2 separate regions of the Hordeum vulgare genome follow, and region 1 is linked to region 2. Evidence: chromatin contacts called from public Hi-C data. All regions are on one chromosome and are shown on one strand. The core of a region is the stretch at or near the end of the contact, and the rest is flanking DNA. Distances in the headings are between cores, read along the strand shown. Region 1 has its middle 120 kb from the start of LOC123430410. Region 2 holds the start of LOC123428592 (fasciclin-like arabinogalactan protein 7).

What was found. Hi-C and Micro-C count contacts between places; a contact is called where the count stands out from the background.
Region 1: a contact with region 2 is called in a Hi-C map of leaf, with 1.9 times the contacts expected there. The contact joins two enhancer-like sites. A contact is called at or near these places in 3 of 6 Hi-C or Micro-C datasets (leaf and seedling).

Annotation. Positions count from the first base shown.
Region 1 is chr2H:521,926,216-521,932,938 of MorexV3_pseudomolecules_assembly, forward strand. No RefSeq gene overlaps it. Among protein-coding and RNA genes, the nearest start is that of LOC123430410, 120 kb to the left of the region's middle. Within about 2 kb of position 4,881, at least 3 of the 3 cell types and tissues checked have open chromatin away from gene starts, as enhancers often do. A contact at or near this core is called in leaf, where this site is marked.
Region 2 is chr2H:521,805,355-521,812,722 of MorexV3_pseudomolecules_assembly, forward strand. It overlaps LOC123428592 (fasciclin-like arabinogalactan protein 7), which reads right to left and starts at 6,718. Exons shown (of 2, transcript XM_045112815.1): 1 at 6,455-6,718; 2 at 5,886-6,362. The coding sequence starts at 6,718. The coding sequence ends at 5,886. It overlaps LOC123430410 (fasciclin-like arabinogalactan protein 7), which reads right to left. Exons shown (of 1, transcript XM_045114278.1): 1 at 6,979-7,368. The coding sequence ends at 7,128. Within about 2 kb of position 3,542, at least 2 of the 3 cell types and tissues checked have open chromatin away from gene starts, as enhancers often do. A contact at or near this core is called in leaf, where this site is marked.

The DNA of each region.
Region 1 (6,723 bases), core at 3,631-6,130, 120 kb after region 2:
GTCCTTATCTTGCGAGCCTCTCTTGCTGCAATTTCTAGCATCCAACTCGTGAATGACACCATCCAAGTGAACAGTTCTAATACTCCTTTGTCATCATTGTCATTCACTGCCAAATCACCCCCTCTTGCTTCGCTCCCTTCTACTACGCTTTCCATGCATCTCGCCGACTCATCGCGGGGGCGAGGTCCCAAGTCCCCATGGTCTTCGGCCCCTTCAGACGCTCTGTTCTCATTGGCATGGCCTCGGCCTCTAGCTGGTGCGTAGCCGCGGTCTGAATTGCCTCCGCGTCCTCTCCCCCTTCCCCCACGAGATGGGAGTCTACCCCCTGTGTTTGATGAGTACTACATCACGTGACGCTAAGCGGTCATCTAGCCACCCCACTTTTTATCCTCCTCCTTCCAGACACCATTGCTGCATTCCTCAAAACCATGTCCCATCAACCCACACACCTTGCAGAATTAACGAATTTTTTCATACTTGAAAACAAGCATCTGGGTACCCTCGCCTACCACTATCAGCGGAATAAATCGGGTCAGGGGATTGGCAGTAATAACTTTTGCATGCACCCGAACAGAATCTCCCTCGTAGTAGAGCGTAGGATGCATCTGAACCTCACGAACCTTGCCAATCCTGTGTGCTAGCTGGTCTACGACTGTCTCCCGACGATAAAGGTCCGGGATCTTGTGAATCTGAGCCCACACATATAGGCCATCAAGAATCACTGCATCAGGATCTGTCTTGTTGTCGTAGTCCTCAATTATGACCCTGAGACCTCTGAAGAGCCACGGACCCCCAAGCACAACCTTCTTCCAATCTGCAAGGCAGGAAAACTGAAAGATGAACAGGTTCTCATCGGCCTCCCTGAACTTTGGCGTGCGAGCCAAGCTCCAGATGAACTTCATGTTATCCGAGAAAGCAGTAGGGCTAAATGGTCGATCTTTGTTAACCCTTTCGATCGCCATCCACCTAGCCTCAGCTGCGAAGATCTCAACGTCCTTTTCCCCAATGACGACCTCATAAAGTTCCTCCTCCATGAGTTCCATGCTCTTCATCATCTCCTCTAGATCGATGTCTTGCTCCTTGCCCGTATGCGAAGAAGAACCCCCCAGGGCGTCCATGTCAAAACAGCCCTTGGTAAAAGTGAAGAACCCCGCGTCACTTCCTGCGAGTTGATGACTCGGTAGTTTCCTGCTACGACAGCCCCTCCTCGGCAATCACGAGAATCGCCTCAGGGGATGCCACTAACCCTAACGAGAGGGTACCACCGAAGTTCTCCTCGAATAGTTGCTCCCATAAACTACGCCACGAGAAATTTCAAGCCATGGGCTAATCATGTAGCAAAATAAGCCATACCCGTCGATGAAACCAACCTAGCTAGTCACATATACATTGGGCCGTCACTGAGTAATAAAGCGGCAATGTGGTCCCAAGAAACGGGGCTCTCCGATCCTGCATTTCTGTACGGCGACGCTGAAGATCTCATCCCCTGGAATGAAACCATGAAAGGTGAGCACTCAAAGATCCAAAATAGTGTGAGCTCTGGGAAATATTTTTACTTTGCCAATCGCCCAAAGACACAATTTATGCCACCTACTACCATTTACCAAATACTATTTTTTTAATAACTAGCAAAAGGGCTCGTGTGTTGCAACAGGAGATAAAAAATCATAATTTTTAATGGCCACGGTCATATTTTGCTGCATCACCGATATACATTGTGACTCTCAATTTCCTGAAATCATGAACTTTTTTATAGCCGTGCACATATTTGAAAGCGTGAACAAAATACTATTATAATTTTTTGAACATTTTTTGTAGTCATGAACTTTTTATGCTATTTGTGAACATTTTTTGAAAAGTATGATCACTTTTTAAACAATTTTCCTGAATTGACAAACATACCTAGAATCGACGAACATTTTTTAGAAGTTTGGTGGAATAATTTTTGAATTTTGCAAACAACTTTTAATTTGATGAACGTTTTCTTGATTTAAAAAACTTTTTTGGAAATACATAATCATTTTTTGAATTAGCGAACATTTTATGAATAAGTAAACTATTTTGTAAGTCATGAGCAATTTTTAATTTTTAGTATATTTTTGCATTCATGAGCATGTTTTGAATTGGTCAAATTTTGTTCAATTTTATTAATATTATTTAATACATGATTTAAAAAAAAATTACAAACACTTTTTTATTGAATGAGCATTTATTTGCGAAATTTCGAACGTTTATTCATATGCAATAATTTTATTAAAAATCACGAAAGAAATTTGGTGGAATAATTTTTGAATTTCATGTAAATTATTTGATTTTTTTCGTCCACTAACATTTTTTGATTTATTAAACATTTATTTCAAAATTTTCATTTGTGTTTTATTTTTCAGAACGTTTTTAAAGTCCCTAATTATTTAAAGTGCAAAAATGAAAATGGAGAAGATAAAAGGTAAAATAAAGAAGGGAATTTGAAAAACAGGCTGCCCGGACATAGGCCAGCCCAAATGGGTGTGCATCATCTTCTCCGAGCGTAGAGCGCAATATAGGAGATCCCAACATGGGCCGGCCAGTCAGGGGATAATTTTTGTGAAACGTTTTTTACTGACTTATAGGTGCATAGGTGGGTAATATTTTATAAGTTTAGGCAATTTTGATGCCTTATCGCCAGAATCAGTAGATGCTTTATTATTTGATATAGACTAGCAAAAAAGCCCGTGTGTTACAACGAGAGAGAAAATAACACACACTATTAATCCAATAACCATGACTCAAGATCGCGTCCTTTAGTTTCACATAGCATCGTATTTGTGTTACCGACAGTGGCTTCAGTGCTCACACAACGAAAACGAGTTTGAATGTGGCCAGTCCTAATGTCTCTCCCTCTCTCGCGCGCCCACTCGCTCAAAATTAGATGAGAAATATGTTTAGTTTTCTCGCGAGATATTTTATATGTGTGCACGTGTGATTTTTGATGTTTTGTTTGTGTCAATCTGATATTAATGGGTGTTTATTTGCATTTCGGATCACCGCTTGTACAAAAGAAAAATGAATCATGCACTATAGATTAATTTGCACCAAAACTAACATTTTAGAAATATTCAACAACTAAAACTAACATCATATTTAGACTTTACACATTTTTTAATCAAATCTTATATATAACATGTTAAAATCAGAGTTATGGTTTAGAAGATATGGGTAATTCTATGTTACATAAACTGTGCAGGGATTAACCGAAACGTCAAGGGGTTTTCTGTTAAAACAAAAAAACAGTTCAGTTGACTTAAATATAGATGACGTGTTGAAAAATGGTTTGGATGTGACTTAAACATGTACTGCAAGTTAGTTTACAGAAAACTAAGGAGATTATTCACAAAATGACGTGATGCACGATGAGGAACTATCCATTCTTTATTATTATTAGGTATGTATAGATATAGATTTCTATATCTATCTATACATACTAATAAAGTGGCTATTGTTTTTTATCACCGAACAACCCCCCCTCCCCCCAGGGGCAGCAAGCTCTAGCCACGGGGGCAAACAAGTATTGTGTAAATATTACACAAGTATAGTTTATATATTTATATATACGTGCGATATCATAAAAGAAGAAAATAATCCCACCTCATGCTGTTTAAATATCTCCGTGAGTGACCATGGTAAGAAGCTGGCTAGAAGGTGCATGCCGTTCCATACATACCTTATGAAAGTAAATTGTGGGCTATGAAAGGATTGACGGATTCGAAATTATTATGGGATACAAGAAAATTGGATGATTAAGAGGAATGAGATGCAAAATTGGATTATTGAAGGGATTGCGGGGATGTTTGAGCCTCAATGTGTGAACTATATAAGGGCAAAATATGTGTGCCTTGCATCCTTGCCATTGGCACCCTGCCTGTCGACGATGGCATCATCCGGATGTTGTACTGCATGCTGAAGCAATTAGCGTTTTTTTAGTGTCGAAGCATGGGGTGTTGTGTTAGTTCGAACGTGTTCGGTCTAGAACTATATAAGGGCAAAACATGTGTAACCTCACATCCTTGTCATCGATGCCAAGACTTGTTTTGTCATATTGTTCGGTTGAGACTAAGTGATCCACCAGTCTAATAATACCATACAAAGAAAGTATAACATGGTTCCCACATTTGGTCATTTTGTAGGATAAGAGTTCTCTTTGTGGCGAAGCACATGGTGTTGCGTTTGCACATGCACATCAATCTATTTTTTCTGTTGCAATACATAGACATATCTCATGCTTCCTCCGTAAAGAAATACAAAAACATTTTAATTATTAAAATAGTGATCTAAATATTTTTATATCTAATAATAAAGAGGCTATTGCTTCCGTCGGAAAACCCACCGCTGCCGTTCTTTAAAAAAGCCCCTGTCTTTTAGGTAATTAAACCCGCAGTACCTTTTTATGTGTTACAAACAAGAAAACGTTTCATTTTTGCAGAGAGCCCCCTATGGCATTGGATAAGAGAAACGCATCTGGGCTGACAGGGCTAGGTCAGGGGATTTAGGAGTGGGTAAGGCTGGGCCTTGGCACGGCTAATGGGTTGTGCACTACTACTCTTTTTTTTTTCTTTAATTTCTTTTTCTAAATTCTTTAATTAAAAATGTATGGCATTATTTTTTTCCATTGCAACGCACTGGTTCTTTTGCTAGTTTAGTTTTTATAATTCTTTACAGAGGGAGTAGTAATACAAATCAAGACCCATTTATGTTCCCACGTACTCATTTACCAAACCCCAAAGCAACACGTCGTACCCACGACGCGACACCGGATGGGCCGGCGCGCTTTGTGCGCCGATGAGTGGTCCACCCGCACAAAGAGCCGCTACTGTACATCATTTCACTTTCTGTGCCGGTGGTGACCATGTTGTGCGGCAGGAGGAGCACTTCGTCGCAGTGCACCCGAAAGAAGGAACCGTATGATGCAGCGGCTAGCAACATCGATCGCATAGCTGGTACTACTAGTTGACACGAGGAAATGATAACAGGGGAGAGGGAAAACGGAGGTGCCTCTGCCTACGGCTAGGGGTTCCCGGACGATTGATGGGATCTTTCCATGTGCTGGGGAAGGGGAAGAAGCCTTTCCGTCGCGGATGATACCATCGCCTCCTTGCGATGATGGCCGGACCTTTTTTTCCTTCCGGCGCTTTCTTCGCGGCAAAATCTTCGAGAACATCGGCTGGCCTGGGCGGCGGCTCGCACATGCCGGCGAATCTTCCTCCACCCTTTTTGTTGCGAGCAGGATGATGTGCCAGCCTGCTTTTGCCTCGGACTTGTTAATTCAAAGCGAAGCTGAGAAGAAGCATGTTCCGAGTATCAGGTTCAGGTGCCGAATCCACGAACGTTCACCTGAATCAAGGTGCGCGTGTGCTGCCGGGTTTCTCATGGGTCGTAGGCTCGTAGTAGTTCGTTCGTGTGCTGTCCATGAACGGGTAATGGTCGTGGTCTCTGCTCCCAGATCGCGCCGGATAATCCTACAGTCCCAGCGCCAAAAGCTGCTGTTGTCCCATGTGCCCGTCGCTTCCACGGTCGGTGAAGATCACCCAAATGTCAGGGGACAGGTTCCAACATGTCATGTGCAGTCGACGCCGGCCCTACGCGCCCTTGTTTCAAATCATGTTGATCGATCATTCGCCGTCGGGCAGCCATTCTCGGCACAAACTGAGAGTATACTTGGGTATGTTTGGTTTATGGCTAATTTTATCATAACTAACCTTAAATAAAGTACAGCTGCACAAAAAGTATTATTAACAAAACCTAAAAAATAACGCTCACACGTGTGGACCTTTGCAAACCACCCAGGTTTACCGTTCGTTTACTGTTGCACCAATCTTGGCAACAGATATCTGAATTTACTTGTCATGTAGGACTGGGTTGATGTGGTCATTTAACCACTTCGCTCGCACGCTCGTTTCTCTCTTAGCATAATTTTTTTTATGTTCGTCTTAAAAATGATTTATCTCCTAATTAAAAAAACAGTTATAAATCCGTTTTCACCATTAAATCCGTCTCGACGAGATCTTCAAAGCTAGATCTCATGTTGATATGTTTCGATGAAAAAAAATTCGGATAAAAGTTGCCATGATGTTACATTATAGTTGAGATGATGTTACACTGTAGTTGTCATAGTGTTTACACTACAGTTGCCATGACATGTTATATCTACTTTTTTTTATAGATTTAAAGCTATCGTTATATTTCCAACTACTTTTTTTGATAATTTTTATTAATTGACCATGATAACTTTTAGTAATTAACCACGACAAATTTAATACATGGATCGTGGCAATGTTTAGTAATCCCTCATGGCAAATTTAGTTTATAGATCATGGTAATTTTAGAATTTTTACCATGATCGATGAAAAACAAATTGACCAAAAGTTGCCATAATGTTTGTACTATAATTGCTATAGTGTTTACATTAAAGTTGCCATAACATGTTTTACCTATTTTTCCAAGCTACCGCTATATTTTCAACTATTTTTACGACAATTTTTATTAATTGACCATGGTAATTCATCATGGAAATTTTAGTTTATGGTTCATGGCAAGTCTAGTTTCTTAATTCCCCATTTTATAATATGTCAAAATTTAGTTTTAAAGGTAAAAGAAAAAATAGCTGAAACATATCATGGCAATTTCAATGTAAACACCATGGCAGTTCATGTGCAACAGACATGGCAAGTTTTAACCCAAAAAAGTCAT
Region 2 (7,368 bases), core at 2,292-4,791:
CTAAAATGAGATCCCGTAGACAAAAGAACTTCATCCACAGCCTTCAGAGTACAAATGAGATTGCAACATCGCACGAGCAAAAAGAGGCACTCATCTACAGCCACTTCAACGCCAGCTTAGGAACCAAAGCGGACCGCCTCACAGGCATTGATTGGACTTCACTCGGCATGCCCTCTCTACAAAATTCAGGGCTAGACAACCACTTCTCCGAGTCGGAGATATGGGATGCGATAAAAGCTTCTCCTTTAGAAAAGGCGCCGGGTCCGGATGGCTACATAGGAATGTTTTTCAAAAGCTGTTGGCAGCATATCAAAGCCGACGTCATGTTAGCTTTTAATAGTTTCTATCATCTGGCAAGAGGAGACTTCAGTAGTTTAAACACAGCAACGGTGATTCTCATCCCAAAAAAAGATGGAGCAACAAAGATTCAGGACTTCAGGCCAATCAGTTTGAAACACTCCTTCGCCAAACTAGTCACAAAAGTCCTCTCACTTCGACTATCTACGGTGATAACAGACATCATCTCTCCGGCACAGTCCGCATTCTTACGCTCGAAGTCCACGCAAGATAGCTACCTCTATGTGCAAAATGTGATTACAAGACTATACCGACAGAGGATACCGGCACTACTACTCAAGCTAGACATTGCAAAAGCATTTGACAACGTCTCCTGGGAATACCTACTAGAGCTGCTGCAAGTGCTAGGATTCCCAGCCCGATGGCGTGACTGGATCGCCCTGCTGCTCAGAACCTCGTCATCGTCATTCATGCTCAATGGAATCCCTGGGGGCCATATCTGCCATCGCAAGGGGTTGCACCAGGGAGATCCACTATCGCTTCTTCTCTTTATCATAGCCATCGACCCTCTTCACAGACTACTAGCACGGGCGACAGATATGCAAATGCTAGCTCCGCTGCCGGGTAGACAAATCCCCCTTAGGGTCAGCCTTTATGCTGACGATGCTGTTATTTTTGCTACACCGGCCAGACAAGAGATAGACTCGCTACTTGACATCCTTCATGACTTCGGGAACGCGACGGGGCTACGTATTAACCCAGTGAAATCGATGGCAACGACCATTCGCTGTGAAGGAATCGACCTTCACGAGGTTCTACGTAGTTTTGGGGGACAGACAATAGATTTCCCTGTAAGATACCTAGGCCTCCCCCTCACGCTCTCGCGGCTGTGCCTCGTCCACATCCAGTTCATCTTAGATAGAATTCGGTTTCAGGCTCGCTGGATGGAAAGGGAGACTCCTCACAATAGCCGGTAGAAGAGTTATGGTTAGGAATGTCCTAACATCTTTGCCCACTTTTGCCCTATCTGTGCTGCGGGTACCAAAAAAATTTCTTCTAGAGATCGACAAGGCCCGCCACCGATTCCTATGGGGACAACACGAGGAGGTTTCTGGGGGAAAATGCAAAGTAGGTTGGCAAGGGGTATGTTGCCCAATAGAAAATGGAGGTCTCGGAATCCTAGACATGACACGTTTCACCAGAGCTCTCCGACTATGCTGGCTATGGCTATCCTGGACGACCCACGATAGACCATGGAATGGCATGCAACTCCCATGTGATAATGACGACAAAGCCTTGTTCAACGCCTCTACGTTAGTTACACTAGGGAATGGTGAACGGGCTTCGTTTTGGAATTGCCCCTGGACAGGCTCGGGAAACCTAAAGTCGGCTTTCCCAAATCTCTTCAGCCACACCCACAGAAAAAATAGGACTGTCAAGGAGGCACTACAGAATAACAATTGGATTGCAGATCTCGCACATGGTGACACCGCCAGCATATGGGAAGAAGCGATCAAGTTGAATAGATGGATTCAAAACAAGAATATCCAGCTGCAAGAGCAAATAAGCGACTCTATCCGCTGGATACACGAAGCTTCAGGTGTATACTCTGCCGGCTCGGCGTATAAAGCCCAATTCCAGGGGTTTTATAACTCAGACTTCCGTCGGCTTATATGGGCCACCTGGGCACCGGCAAAGCTCAAGTTTTTCGCATGGCTGCTCCTTAAGGATAGGTTATGGTGTAATGATCGTCTACAAAGAAGAGGCTGGGCAAACAACTATTTCTGCCAACTGTGCGTGAGAAACCTTGAGTCATCAGTGCACTTGTTCTGGCAATGCCCGATAGCATTAGCAGTGTGGTCGCAGGTGGCAGTGTATGTCGGCTGCAATTCCCTCCACCCAACCAATTGGTCATGCAGCAGCAAGTCAGCAGTTATCATATCCAAAATGATAAGCAATGCACCGGCAGAGCACAACAAGGCAGCAACAAGTCAGCAGTTATCATATCCAAAATGATAAGCAATGCACCGGCAGAGCACAACAAGGCGATCAAAACTATGGTCATCATAATTCTTGCTGCGATGTGGAAGGAGAGAAACGAATGCACTTTGAGAAACAAGAAGGGGCAAGCCCAAGACATCAAGGAGGAAATCAACAGAACCCTTAGACTGTGGCGCGACGCAGGCGCAATACATCTAGAGCACCCTTTTGGGGAACCACCATGAGAGCCGGCTAGCTACCTCATCCCTCTTTTTTTGTTGTTCTTCCTCTTACATCCTTGATCCATTGATCACCACCCACCCTTTGATGTATTTCTTCTCCATGTGCTTCCTGCTATTTTAATACAAGCCGGCCATCGCCGGATCTTTAGAAAAAGGTTTCACTAGGGAATTATATACGGATGGATATAGATATATATTAAAATGTGGATTCATTCATTTTGCTCGGTACGTAGTCTCCTAATAAAGTCCCTAAAAAGACTTATATTTAGGGATGGGGGTAGTAATTTTTATATATTTTAGGTCATTTCAGCTTGTGCAAATATGTATGTCAGTTTGCCGCCAAAATTTTGAAAAAAAATATGAGGATGCAAAAAAGATATTGAGAAGCGGCATTTTTAGAAGTTTTCATTATACCTTGAGTTTTACTGAGTATTTTAAGGGAGCTGCTAGGCTTCTACCGGTCGATCCGTAGCAAATATCCACCACCCGACTAGCAGTTCGATATATGCGCACGCAGCATCCGATCTACCAGCTGGGTCGCCATCCCTCACCAAATACAGTCTGAAACAACGGTCCAGTTTCAGAAACAAGATCCTTGTTGCAAAATTTCTTCTTTATTTTCCTGCAACAAGACCCTTGTTGCAAACCTCATTCGTGCAAGAAAATCCTGCTTGGAAAATTTATTACAACATCTCCAACTTCTTCTCTGTATTTTTACAACAAGACTCTTGTTGCAGAATTTACAACAACATCTACGGCCTCTTATCCGTAGTTCTGCATCAAGACTCGTGTTGCATTTTTTTTTGCAACAAAGACCATGTTGTAGAAAATGACATCGTGTAGCAGTCCCCATTGCAACATCATCTTTGTTGCAAAAACTGTTGTTGCACGCCTTGTTGAGGAAAGAAAAAAGGGAGGAGGGAGGAGAAAAAGAAGGGTGTGAATAAAGGAACAACACATCTATGAAAGTGTCTGTAGGTAAGAGACGAGGCTAGGTGGAGAAGATGTGGTTGGACTGTTCGTTGAAGACAAGAAAAAACAGAGAGCGATGGTGCAGGCCTACGTGGGCATGTCGCACGCAAAGAAGACGGTGAACGAGTGCTGAAAATTCGTCGGTAGTGAAATTATGTCTCATATTTCAATGGTTCTACGGGTGTCAGCATGTTTAATCTCGTATACTTTGTCTAGTTTATTTTTATCCATAAAATCGAGTCATCTGCCAAACTAAATTATGTACTACCTCCGTCCAAGTGTATAGGGCATGCGCGTAGTTCTAGATTGTTAATTTAACTATCTTCCCCTAATAATAAAACAGATATTGCTTCTGTCATACGTCATAATTTTTACCCCTAAAGTTGCACTAAATTACCCACCATACCATCCACAAGATAAGAAAACGATTCAGATTTTCTCTCCTGTCGAAATCGCCGTGAGGTTTCGTTCTTATAACTTTGGACAAGAAAATGTTACAAAGGCATGCGTAGCGCAGTGGCTGAAGCCGCATGCTGCTTGAGAGCAGACCCGGGTTCGATCCGTGGATCATGCAGCTTTTTTTCAGTCTCTCCTTTTTCTTTTTATTACAACTAGAATGCACATCCTCCTTTCCATTATGTTTAATGGCCGGTCCATGTTTTTATCTTTATTTTTATGTCTTTATTTCTCATTATTTTTTTTATTTTTCCTATCTTTAAATTATTTCGTAATTTCTCAAAAATCCAAATTTTAAAAGTTGTGAGTTCTAGAAAATTGTTCATGAAATCATACAATGTTTGTTATTCAGAAAATTCGGACATTTAAAAAAAATGAATTTAAAAAATGTTACGATTTCTAATAATGTTCGTTATTTCAAAAATGAATTGTGGATCAGACAAATTTTCATTATTCAAAAATTTGGAAGAATTTAGGAAAATGAAAAAGAAATAAGTAAAAAAGTAAATAGAAAAACTAAGAGAAAATGTGAAACCGAAAAGAAAACATAAAAACATAAGATAATAAAAAATAAAAACCAGGCAAAAAGAGATTCATTTTGCGAAATCGATGGACACTAAACTGTTGATATGAGGTTTATGCACCAGTGGTTTAATATTGATTTTCATATTGTTTGAAATTGTGCTAATAATGATTATTATTTTCATACTGTCATGTGGTCTATTTTAGTAGTTCTCCATAAGATTGATCTAAATATCTTTAGAATTTGAGCGGTTAAGTCTTTTAGGTTTAGGTTTTACTTAGTTCTTGAGAAGTGTTTATATGCCTAGGGGTTGGGAGTAGTTTGTGATCGACGAGATTAGTTGCTAGAGTTTTAAAAATCCCATTGTGTTACACAATAACAAGTGTGGCGTGCACTGGCTGGCTCATAGAAAACCCCCTCATGTTGTTGACATTAAACCCGCAATACATATCAAATGTTTTTAAAAACACTCATATCTTCTAAATTGTAACTTTAAATTTAACATTTTATATATGAAATTTAATTAGAAAACTATGTAGAATATGAATATGATGTTATTTTACCCGTTAACCATTAAAAAAAGTACTATCTTGGATGCAATCCTAATCAATAATGCATTATCTCTCTTTCTTTCATACCGGTATTGATCCGGATTGTGGATGAACATCTCAGCAAAATTAGGATTGAAGATAAAAATTGAGGATCACTTACCCGTTTCTTTGTACGTATTAAATCAACATGCAAGCCGTGTTTAAAAAATCCATGGATCTTGAACTGCATTTTTATAGTATAAGATGATCTTTGTTAGAGACGTAGCTACAAATAGTCAGATTATAAACCTTTTTCTTTTAAAAAATTAAGAACGTGTGTTATTATTTTCTTCTGTTGCAACGCACGGGCCCTTTTCCTAGTAGTTAAATATATATTATATGCTATACAAATTACATATTTAGAAACTACATTCTCGCATGAATCTAATGATATATTATTTATTATATATACTGCATATTTAAGTAGTTAAATTAACGATCTAGAACTATGCGCATGCTCTATACATCTGGACGGAGGGAGTAGCATCCATTACTCGAATTGTTGGAATGTTTCCTGGTTGAAACTTTGAAATTCCGGCGTGGAATCGCCTGGCGCGTCGGCAGAGCCCTTACCCGGTGGTTAGGTAATTGATATATGAATTCCAAGCAGCCGAGATAATGGAATTCAGGAAGATCCCTGGTTGAAACTTTGAAATTCCGCCGTTATCACACATTCACACTCCGAAAACGTCACAATATCATCGTGTAATGTAACTCCTAAGTCCTGACCTATCCTAAATCCTAATCTCGATCAGTAGAGCAATTCACTGCATCCACCCAATGGCTTGTACGTACTATCCTGCATGTATTGGCCAGTAGCACACTTCACAATGCCGCCACCAGCGACGCGGCGCACAGAGCCATGGCGGCCACGTAGCTGTCGAGCCGACCCGCTGCTCTGCACGCAGACCTCTCCCCTTCCGCCTTATCACCAGGCGTCGTCGTCGCGTTGCCACCCTTGGCGCCGGGCGCGCTCGCCGCGGGCTCTGCGTCAGGGAGGGCCGCCTCGACGGGGGGCTGCACGCGGAAGATCGCCTCCGGGAGCAGCACCCTGTCGATCTCGTACACCGCCATGGGCGCGACCCCGTACACGGTGCCGAGGATCTTGGCGGCGGCCCACCTCGACTGCACTCGGATGGCCCCCGGGTCGCACGTCACGTTCACCGTGTACATCCCGCCGGCGAACGTCGTCACCTGGCTGACCCGGCTCAGGCCGTCGAACTCCTTGAGCGCGTAGTGCTTGGCCAGCGCGTGGTACATCATCAGGTTCTTGAGCTGGTGCTTCTTCAGACCCGACAGCACCTGCAACGGTTGTCAACATCCCATCCTATCAGATCGAGACGATGGTACGTATGATGGTTCTTGACTTGTTGTGTGATGAAAAATCAAGTTACCGACGGGTGGACGGCGGCGAAGGCCCTGTCGGCGGGGGCGAAGAGGGTGATGCCGTGGTGGGTCCGGTAGGCCTGCTTCTCGAACACCTCGACGAGGTTGGTCTGCTGTAGGTACCTCAAGAAGGTCTGGAAGGGCCGGTCTGGCGTTAGGATCTCGGTAAGGTGGGCGCGGGCGCCCACCTCATCGGCGAGCGGGCGGTGTGCGCCGGCGAGCGGGACGGTTAGGGACAGCGCGGCGGCGAGGAGCGCAACCGCCAACTCCATCGTTCAACTGCCGCAGTGAAGACGTGGCCTGAGCTGAACTGCCCGTAGAGGGACTGATGTCCGTATTTTGTGCAGAGCTGAGAACTCTGGCCAGCTTCCTAGTTTCGAGGCGGTTAAGAGGATCGATGAAGGACGGTGTCAAACGAGTGATGCAAGAGAGGTTCTTCAGAACGTACCCGAAAACGGAATGGCGTTCATTCACGTGCACAAATAAAGTTGGCTCTCAATCTCTCATGTTTACGATAAGTAATTCTACAATATACATACAAGCAGTGCATACATTACGATGTGCACCGTTTACATTATGTTGTACACCATTTCGGCGGAATAAACGAATTTGGTAACACTTTCCGGAAGGGAATAAAAAAAAAATCATGGTTCGTGCCAATGCATGTACAGAATTATCAGACTACACCATCAAAAACCCGGAGACCACCAGAACCACGTAGCCAAGCACAAGGCTCCCTGCGCCGACGACCCGGCACGACGAACTCTTGGCGCCCGCATTGTCACTGGCAGCACGCTCGCTGGCGCCCGGCGCGTCGGCCATCGCCTTGCCCCCACGTCCCGGCGCCGGCGCCGGCGCAGGCACGGGCGCCATCTCCGGAGCGGCCGGGAAGATCTCCTTGGGCAGCAGCACCCTGTTGAGC